Regions from separate parts of the Anas platyrhynchos genome. Here region 1 is linked to region 2. A link is a contact called in public Hi-C data. All regions are on one chromosome and are shown on one strand. The core of a region is the stretch at or near the end of the contact, and the rest is flanking DNA. Distances in the headings are between cores, read along the strand shown.

Region 1 (4,469 bases), core at 1,448-3,947, 140 kb before region 2:
TTGGAAGTAAAATGAAGTCAATTTCACAGTTACATTTGTCTAAAATGAGTCTGTTTTCTCTCCTCAGCTTCTAAATGATTGTCTAAACTGCATCTCTTGTGATTTTGCTTAATTATATGCAATCTCTCCTCATCTGTCATTTGCTTATGCTTCTCATACATTCCATCTCGTCTTCTTTGTAATATCACTTAATAACTTTTCTAATGAATTTCCTAAATTCATTCCAGCATTCTAGGTATCTTTGTTTATGCCTCTAGCAGTTAGACAGCAGGTCATTAAATAAGTTGTTATCAATTTAAACTTCATAATTGTTTTAACTTCCCATCCAGCATCATAAAACTGCTATGCATTCAACTGTGATCACTCTAAAGATTAAAACTACAAAAATAAACTACTGCATAAAGTTTTCTCTATACAACTTAAAAGCAAAATTTTTTGTAGAACAGATAAATTTAACATATATCACATTTAGAATTAGTGACAATGAAATACAGTGAACATAAGTGTCATCCTTGCTGTGCGTGTGTGTGTGTTTTTTTCTCTATTTTTCCTAATCTTAGTGATAAAAAGTATAAACCAAAAGTCTGGTGCAGGAAATAGCTGCATAGCATTGACCTGGATGAGACTGAATCTCTCTCTCTCCCTACTTGTCTGTCTTTTGTTGTGTGCATGACTCTGATCTTTTGCCAGCAGCTGCTATGCAGCTTTTGCATAGAATACCACTGGTACTACTGTGGTGTGTGTTGCCCCAGTAATGGCTTTTTGTGTTTTCAACTGTATATAAAATGAGAATATTGCATGAATTATATGCTGTGTTGACATATATATAGAATTGTTTCTATGTCATAGGAGATAGAGAGATGGAGCTGTTGTAATGGAGTAGTATCGCTAGCCAATAGATCTGATCACTGGAATTTCCTGGGTATTAATTATATTCTAGAGTGCACTGATTAGACCTCCAGAAGATTTGTGTGATTGGCACAGAAGAGATAAAATTTAACCTGGTATTGAGGGTTTACAAAAAGGCTTCCTATCCTTCAAATGCATTGTGAAAATAGTTCTTGATGTGAAGGTGTAATAAAAAATCAAACGATCCCTGACAGGGACCGTTGTTTACTTCTGTATCGTTCTCAAGGTTTTGTAGTATTTCACTTCGACTGGCTTTGGCCATGTAAACCTCTGGCCCCTAAACGTTAAGGGCCAGGAGATTTGACACCCGTTGCACCTGCAGGCCCTCGTGTGGGGCTGGAAGGCCGGAGGCTGGCAGTGGCCTTGCTGCGGGCAGCCGGGCCACGCTAGGGGGCTCCGGCGCCATTCGGTTGCTGCCACCTGCGGCTGCAAAGGGAAGGGGACAGAGAAGGGGAAAGAGAAAGGGAAGGAGAAGGAGAAAGGAAAAGGGAAGGTGAAGGCCCAGTATAAGGCTGTGCCCGAGCTGCAGATGCACTGCGGCCTTATGGGTAGTGTGAGAGTGGCCTGTTGAAACTCAGCCTCATCCTCCTCACCACAGGGGTGTTAAGAAGAGAAACACTAGGGAGATGCTGCTGAGCAAAGGGGAGTCAGGATTCATTCCCTGATCTGTTTATAGGTACAGATGGGAATGGTAAATGCCATATTCAATCCAGCTGGCAAACTGGAACATGTCTTGAACTTTTCTTGAACATGTCTTGAACACTTCCCAGAATCATGTTCACAAAGATTTCTGGAGGCTATTAAAAATCAAGTAAACTTGTCTTTGTATTGTTCAAGTGGCAGAGTTACTTTAATTCAAGTAGTGGGACCAGTACTTTTACACACTGAAGTAAACGCTTGTGCTACCACTGCACCTTACAATAGTTTTCCTGTCAGTATTTGGATCTTGTACTGCAGTCGCTCAAGTAACAGACAAGAAGTAGAAAGTGAGAAGAAAGCCAAACTGTTAGAGGAAGGCAGCCCCCTGTGATAAATCCTCCTTTTTAGATTGGATCATTCAGATCATTTTTATTTGTAAATATAGTTCTGGAATTTGAAAAATGAGTTGGTAGGGTATATTTGCAAATCAGGAAGTAAAACACTTCTCAAATATCTGTCCTGCATGCTGTCCTTTGACCTCCTTTCTACATTATTAATAGCTTCTTAATTGTCTATGCAGAAATCCCTTATTATTAATCAGGGTAGGCTTTCTTAATTTCTAGTTTAAATGAAAAATTATGGTGGAAAATCATCAAATGTACAGACAGAATCTATCAGTGTGGTATAGCTCGGTAACCTTTTATGAGCTTTTGAAATAACTGAACCATAGCCTGTGTAACTGCTTGTGTGGTAAACACTGTTGTCCATTCAAGTAATGATACCAGAAATTGTTCCCCAAACACAGAGTTATGTTGATATTTTAAAATACTGCTACTGATCTCCACAGCTTAAGCACTTAAGCTCTACCCTGCTCTTTGTCAGCTTCGTGCTTGGGAAATGTCACTGGAGTGACAGCTGGTGGAGTGAAGGCAAAGAGCAGAGAGGAAGCACTGAAAAATGCTTGGAACAAGTCTCTGTTATTGAGAGAAAAGATACTGGAAATACAGAAAGCAGTATATGGCTTAAAATCCACCCTATGGATGTGTAAAAGAAAGGACTAGATGTAATGAAACATATCTGCACAGTGTGTGGTATATTTAACAGAACTCCTTGCCATTCTTCAATTACAGCAGCAACAAGGAAGATTATCCTTTTCCCTACTCCAGGATGACGTCACTGTACTGATAAGTAGGACTTAGGAGAGGTTTATGTTCTTAGCACTAGAATTAAAAAATATAATGCTCCTTTTAATGTCATAATTTCTAGATCTACCAACTTTCAATGTTTTATCTTGCGAGATCATTAGGAAATTCAGAAATCATTTCCCTTTGGTTTGAGAGAAGCAGAGAGGGGTGATCTAAGGATAAATAAACTCTCTGTTAGTGTGCTACCATACCTCTGTATCGCATCTGGCAAGTATCCACAATGTTTCAAACTAATATGCTGTAAAATTGCTAAGAAGAGAAGTCTTTAAAAATTCATACATATTAACATTTCAATGTTGAACCTGGTAGTAATTATTGAGTACTATATTTGTTTCCTAATAGAACAGACATTCTTAATTTATTATTTCACATTGTAATTTTTCACATTAGACACCATAGTGGCTGAATGAATGATAAAATGAATAATAAAATATCAGTGATAGGACACTTGTTCTTTCCTTTTATTCCAAAGAAACTAGACATTGTTGCACCATGTCCCATATCTTGCTTAGATTCATTTTGATTCATTTCCTAAGAAAAATTGCTGAAACCTTTCCAGATTTCTTCATGGACCATTCATTCATTATTGTCTCAGTGCTCTGAGACAATTATATAAAATCATACTTAGTGGATGTAGAAGAAAAAAAATAATTAAGGTGAGTTCTTCTGGGTATGGCATCTGGTATGGCTCAAGCTGGAATCAGCGAGGGGCAGCCCAATCCCTAAGGAACAATTTGTACTGTCATATTGCACACAGAGTGTGTAAGTGTTTGAAAATTAAATATTTCTGCAAAAGAAAACTAAATATCCCACAACACTATCAACAACTGAGCAGCAGAACGCTGCTCAGGATAAAGTCTGGTAATCATAGATATGAATTATGACTGTTTGGCACCATAACATTGCTAGTGACACTAATAGTTGGAGCAGGTAGCAACACCTAAACCTCAGTTTGCCTGAAGCTTTCTAATACTAATCTCTACAACTTTGAATTGTTATAATTTAACCAAACCTAACTGTCTGGGTTTCAAAGTTTTTACATTGTGCATTTTTGATAGGATTTTCAGGTTTTTGTTGTTCTTCTTATAAAGGATGGGAGAAAGAAAGGTGTAGCTAAAACCATTGAGTAGTTTCTGACAATAAGATTAAAAGAATGCTGATATTAAAAATTAACCTCTTCTTATTTAAAGTGTTAAATAACAATAACCCTTGTACTTCCAGGATGTTAAGGTGTAATTTAGGGAGGAAGCAATAAGAAAATTACTCTGTTTCAGATATGTGCACTTAGGTTCTGCACGTTTAAATTCACCTAAAAATTGCAGATTTCCAAGGTTCTGAGTTACTTATCAGTACAGTTAGGTGTATAGATATAAGTATAGGTATTTATCAATTCAGTCTAAGTATCAGTTCAATTCTCTGAAGAGCTGGGCTAATGCAAGAAGTTTTATTTTTATACCTCCTCATGATAATTTCAAGGCATTATCATCTGGCAACTCTTCTGTTAGAATGGCTGCCATCATTCATTACTGCTACCATAATTATAGCAGCGGTCTGATATAGACTTTTCTCCATCAGGTGTTGAGGTGAGGTTTCTCTTAAAAACATTCTTTCTTGGTCTGTGTTGAGATTAAAGTTAAAAAAGATGTAGCTACTTTGAGGTTAGGTGGACTGGTGTGGGCACTTCTAAAAAGATCCTGCACAGTCTGCTTCACAGTC
Region 2 (5,019 bases), core at 1,734-4,233:
TTTGAGTAGTTTAGTCTGCTACCTAAGCAAGTGTAGTGATCTCTTTTGGGATAGAGCTTTTTGTTTTCTGTATCTCTAATCCAGAAGCTCTCTTGTGAAGATTTACCTTTATGACAGAGGCAAAGCTTGCTAATTCTGTCTGTTAGCAGATGTGGATTTTGCTTGGGCTAGGTTAAGTGACTGATAGTGATCTGTCATGACTCAAACACAAGTATGGAAGAAAGTTTGTGCTGGCTCCCCTGAAAGAATGCCTTTGCTGATTTTTATAGGTTTCATCCAAAACCCAATAAGAGAACTCTTCAGTGCCATTAGAGAAAGACAAGCATTTCCAAGAAAAAGGAAAAAATGAATATCTGCATTTTCAGCAGTGACCAGTGTTGGTTATTCCTCAGTTTTGAAGTTCACAAACAGAGAATTCAAAGGAAACTTTGGAAGGAAGTCCAAATGAAAAGGGGCCCCAATTTCAGGTTGATGGTATTTTCTGCTATTTAAACTCCTCTTTTGATGTATCTCCAGTCAGGCATCTGAATCACTAGTCATTTTAGAACTCTCCGGCTCATTCTTTTCTTTATTCCTCATCTTTTTCTCTTTTCCTCTTCTCTTTTGTATTAAGGTCAAATCCTGCTTCTCCTGATGCCAATAATAAAACTCCCATTGATTTCAACATGAGCAGGAAATATGCAGTTTGCTATTTACCACAACCACCACAATGAATCTCTGGGAAGAATTCATTTACATTCATTCCAACGATACCATGAAAAATGGGCTCTTGCTATTTTATCACATCCAAACTGTTGCTCTAACTCTAACATCCTAGCTGTTGCTAACAAGTCAGTGATGATTTGTAAACCAACAATTTATGGTAACCACATTCCATCCCCATTATGATGTGTGGTTTGGAAATGGAAAAGTAATCAAGACCTCCTGTTAAGAGACTTTATTTCAGTTGAATGTTTCTGTAAATAAAAGCATTTTGAAAGGATCATTGCTATATATTTCTAACTCCAAATTGTTCATTTGATCTAGGCCCCATCTACACTCCAAATTCCTGCCAGGCTCTGTCTGTCAGGAGTGTGAGATCCCCAACAGTGGCATGAGCATGCTGGCAAAATTGTTTCCATCAGTATAAGTATTTTCACTCAATTGGATAGTTTCACTAGACTGGAACAGCAGTTCCATTTCTTGGAGACAGCTATGTCCATTCCTTGGAATACTTTATAATATTTTATCAGCAGACTATAAGGGTACACTGACATAAATAAATGCCTCCTACTACTGTTACAGTAATAGATGAAAAATTACAGTCAGACCCATGGTATGTAGTAATGCCCTTGGGAACTGAGAGCCTGCGTAGTTTTGTGCAACACTTTGTCTTGGTCATAAGGATTGTGGGCAATCACTGTGACACTAAGTAGGACTTTCCAGCACTTTGATGGGAGACCACCTAGAATTACTGGTAAATAGGCTCAAATAAGGGAATTTTGTTCAAGTACAAGGTTCTGGTACCAAATACATTGAAAACATTCTTTTGATCTCTTTGACACTAACATACACTATCTTTCAACCCTGCGTAAGAAGCCTGCAACCTGGATTTGAGGTGAGAGTCAATATTTGTGGTAACCTGCTAAAGGAGTTATCAAATTAAGGAGTCTACAGACTGCCCTAGTTAATCAGCAGTAACTATGATGCAATATGAAGATAGAGACCATGGTAATTAGGAGTTAAAGCTCTCATCCTACCTCTTCTTTGGCAAAAAATCTCTACTCAGCTTACACATTCCCCTGGGGGAAATCTGTCACTTCAGAGGGTTTATATGAATGCTCTGATTTTTTGTTGAATAAAAACCTGTCTACTAAAAATTATTCGCGAAATTACTTGTATTTTGTGACCTAAGAAGAGTTTTTGAACAGGTATGAATCGTCACGAGGTATCTTTTTAGCTTGTCCATATTGTAATAATGGTATAAAGAATTAGGAAATACTTTGTTATTAAATAACTTTCTACATAGTAATTATCATAACATCAGTATGAAATACATATTTTAAAGATTTTAAAGGACGTTTTACCCTGTGTTGTATGACAGACTAAATAATAAGACACAAATCCTGGCAAGAGAGCTCACTCACCATGGGGAACTACAGCCACAGATCCATGATACAAAGTGTTCATGGGCTAAACTCCAGTTTAATGTGTTCTTTCCCATTCCTGACCCTCTGCTGCAAGCACAATGCCTTCTCGTTTGTGGCAGCACAACAGTTCATGAGTCTGTGTTGTGAACCAGACCTCTGAAATTTGGCTGAAAAAAGCAGTATGTGTGAGAGAAAGAAGAATAATATTGAAGTATTTTTTTGATCTTTCACAGTTGTGCTGCAAGATGTGGTGGGCAACAATGAGCAGTGGAAAATGCAGAGAAGTTGTAGATGAGACTGAAGCCAACAGTGTCATTGCCAAACCAAAACTATAACATAATGTAGCTTTAGAAAAGAGCCTAAATATTTCCTTAAACAGATTACCAAGAGATGGTCCTACAAGCTGCTAGATATGAATTCTGCTGTATCTTGAAAAGACAAGTTCTGCAATACATTGCTCCGCAGCCAGAGAGACACTCAAGTGTGATGTTAGGGCCAACTGCAGCCCAACTGGTTTCTTCCCCCTTGAGTGTGATTTGATAATATCTGAACTCATCAGTTCTGGAAACAAGGCAAAATCTCAAAGCTGAGTTGCATGATTTTATCCCTACAACTCATTCTTTCCACTTAGCCCTATTAGGCATGGAGTAGATTTTTGTAAAACTTCTTTATTTGTATAAATATTTGCTATCTCCATGTATATGTCTTTGACCTAATATATCATGCTGTTCTTCAGTTAGAAAGTTAACAAAATGAAGAACATTTTCAACATTTGTCCAGTAGTAGGAGACTGTCAGATAACTGGTCGAAAATTTAGTCATCCACCATCTTTATATTAATGTTAATGCTACGCTACCACCTTGTGGACAAAAGGTAAATAGCACAGAGCTGCTCTACGCTCGGGTACACCGTCCCTATGAAATATGGCACGCGTTGGGAAGGTGGCTGTAAGGCAGCCTAGGTGGCAAGGGCAGTACAGACTGAGCTAGTTTAGGATCTGAGAAATCAATAGAAGCCAAACTGATTGTGCAAATCTGCTGGAGCTCTGAAGTGTGGTAGCAGGTGAATGGTACCCCTCAATGGGATATGACAGTCTGATTCTCCCCTAAGGTATCGAGAGAAACACGTAGGTATGAAATCATGTTCCTGAGATACTAGTGTACCAATATCTTTATATAGCAACTCCTCTGACTGCTCTCAAATGCAACCCTCAGAGCTGCCTGCAGCTTCCTTGACTGTCTTCTATATGCTAGCTCAGATGACAAGTCATTTGGCAGTGTATCACCTTACAGTCTCAGATCCTCCATAGTTTTCTCTCCACGTGCAGGGATTGCAACAGCTCTCTTGAATTTCAGTGCTGTGCTTCAGTGAAGAGCAGGAATCATAATACCAATTCAAAATCCATTTACTGAGCATGTTATTAATAATATTATTAATGTAATTAATAATATTATTAATGTAATTAATGTAATTAATAATATTATTAATAATTAATTATTATTGGTAGCCTCTTCATCCCATCAGGATATACCTATGGTACTTAACAGATTCCAAGAGAAGTATGTTCAAAACTGTCACATTCACTTTTCCCTAAAACTGAAGGAATCTCCTTGTATGTCTGAACCTGCACAACCAGGAGATGTGCCATCTGATGTCCTTCCTCATACATAAACTACAGATAGATCTGAAAAACAAACATCACTCAGACACTTCAAATACATGCCAGAGATGATTGGCATGGGTCTTAATGTGGCTGAAGGCAAAGCCTCTTGGGGAGCGGAGGGGGTCTGCGTCACTTGATAGTCAATATGATAGAGATTCAGATTTACACTAATGCCAAGTTCTCTCTGCAGTCTAATGTGGTACATGAATGCAGACTGAGGCTTTTTACATTTGGCATACATGTCCAAAAAGAAAAAAAAAATATTTGACACTACAGAGCAAGCCTTCCTCAATTGTTTTGCATGAAAAATTAGTTGTCCATTGGATTAAGCACATGAACATGTGTCTTGAACATGGCAAGAAATTGCTTTAACAGAAAGCATAATTCTTTGTGATTTCCTTCTTTCTCATTTTCCCCATCCTCTAAACCTTCATAAGACAGTTTGAGCGTTTTTTTAAGGCTCACCTTTTTCAAGATCAAGAATTGCACATCTTGACATGTAGGAATGATCGCATGAGGTACCCTGCATGGATGAAACAAGGAGTTTCAGACAAAACTAAAACATAAAAAAGGAACATGTGAAAGGTGGAATTAGTATCAGGAAACCACATCTGGAGTGTTGCGTCCAGTTCTGGGATCCCCAGTAAGAGGACAAGGACATACTGAAGCAAGTCTGTGGAAGTGATTCAGGGAGTATCTTATATACAGGAAAACATTGAGGGAGCTGGGACTGTTCAGCCTGGGAAAAAGAAGGTTCAGTGGCATCTTATCAGTGTGTGCAAATATCTGATGTGGAGAGTAAAGAAGACAGAGACAGGCTTTTTTGTTGGTGTCCTGTCAAAGGGCAAGAGGCAAATGGGCACAGACTGAAGTACAGGAAACTCCATTTAAACATAAAAGGCTTTTTTACTGTGAGAGTGTTTGAATACTAGAACAAGCTGCCCAGAAAGGTTGTGGAGTTTCTGCTCTTGGAGATAGTCAAAACCTGGCTGGACACATTACTGAGCATCCTGTTCTAGTTGACCCTGCTCTCACTAGGGGGTTGGACTGTGCAAACTCAGAGGTGCCTTCCAAACTCAGTGTGAGTCTGTTCAGCAATATCTTCTTATAACAGACACTATTCTCACATGAGCAATGCTGCTGTGTTCATCTTCTTGTTCCCATTTTGGCAGAGATGGAAAAAAAAAAAAAAAAGAAAAAAAAAAAGAAAAAAAAAACTTTTTCATT

The links. A called contact is a pair of places that touch in the nucleus more often than the background predicts.
Region 1: a Hi-C map of skeletal muscle shows a contact between it and region 2, with 6 times the contacts expected there. The contact joins two enhancer-like sites. A contact is called at or near these places in 2 of 8 Hi-C or Micro-C datasets (liver and skeletal muscle).

The regions. Positions count from the first base shown.
Region 1 is chr1:58,644,064-58,648,532 of IASCAAS_PekinDuck_T2T, reverse strand. The region is part of intron 2 of IGF1 (insulin like growth factor 1); the gene reads right to left. Among named protein-coding and RNA genes, the nearest start is that of IGF1, 25 kb to the right of the region's middle. Within about 2 kb of position 2,697, at least 1 of the 8 cell types and tissues checked has an H3K27ac peak or open chromatin away from gene starts, as enhancers often do.
Region 2 is chr1:58,500,530-58,505,548 of IASCAAS_PekinDuck_T2T, reverse strand. LOC106018037 (a long non-coding RNA gene) reads left to right here. Exons shown (of 4, transcript XR_003494768.3): 4 at 270-1,787. Among named protein-coding and RNA genes, the nearest start is that of PAH, 84 kb to the right of the region's middle. Within about 2 kb of position 2,983, at least 2 of the 8 cell types and tissues checked have an H3K27ac peak or open chromatin away from gene starts, as enhancers often do.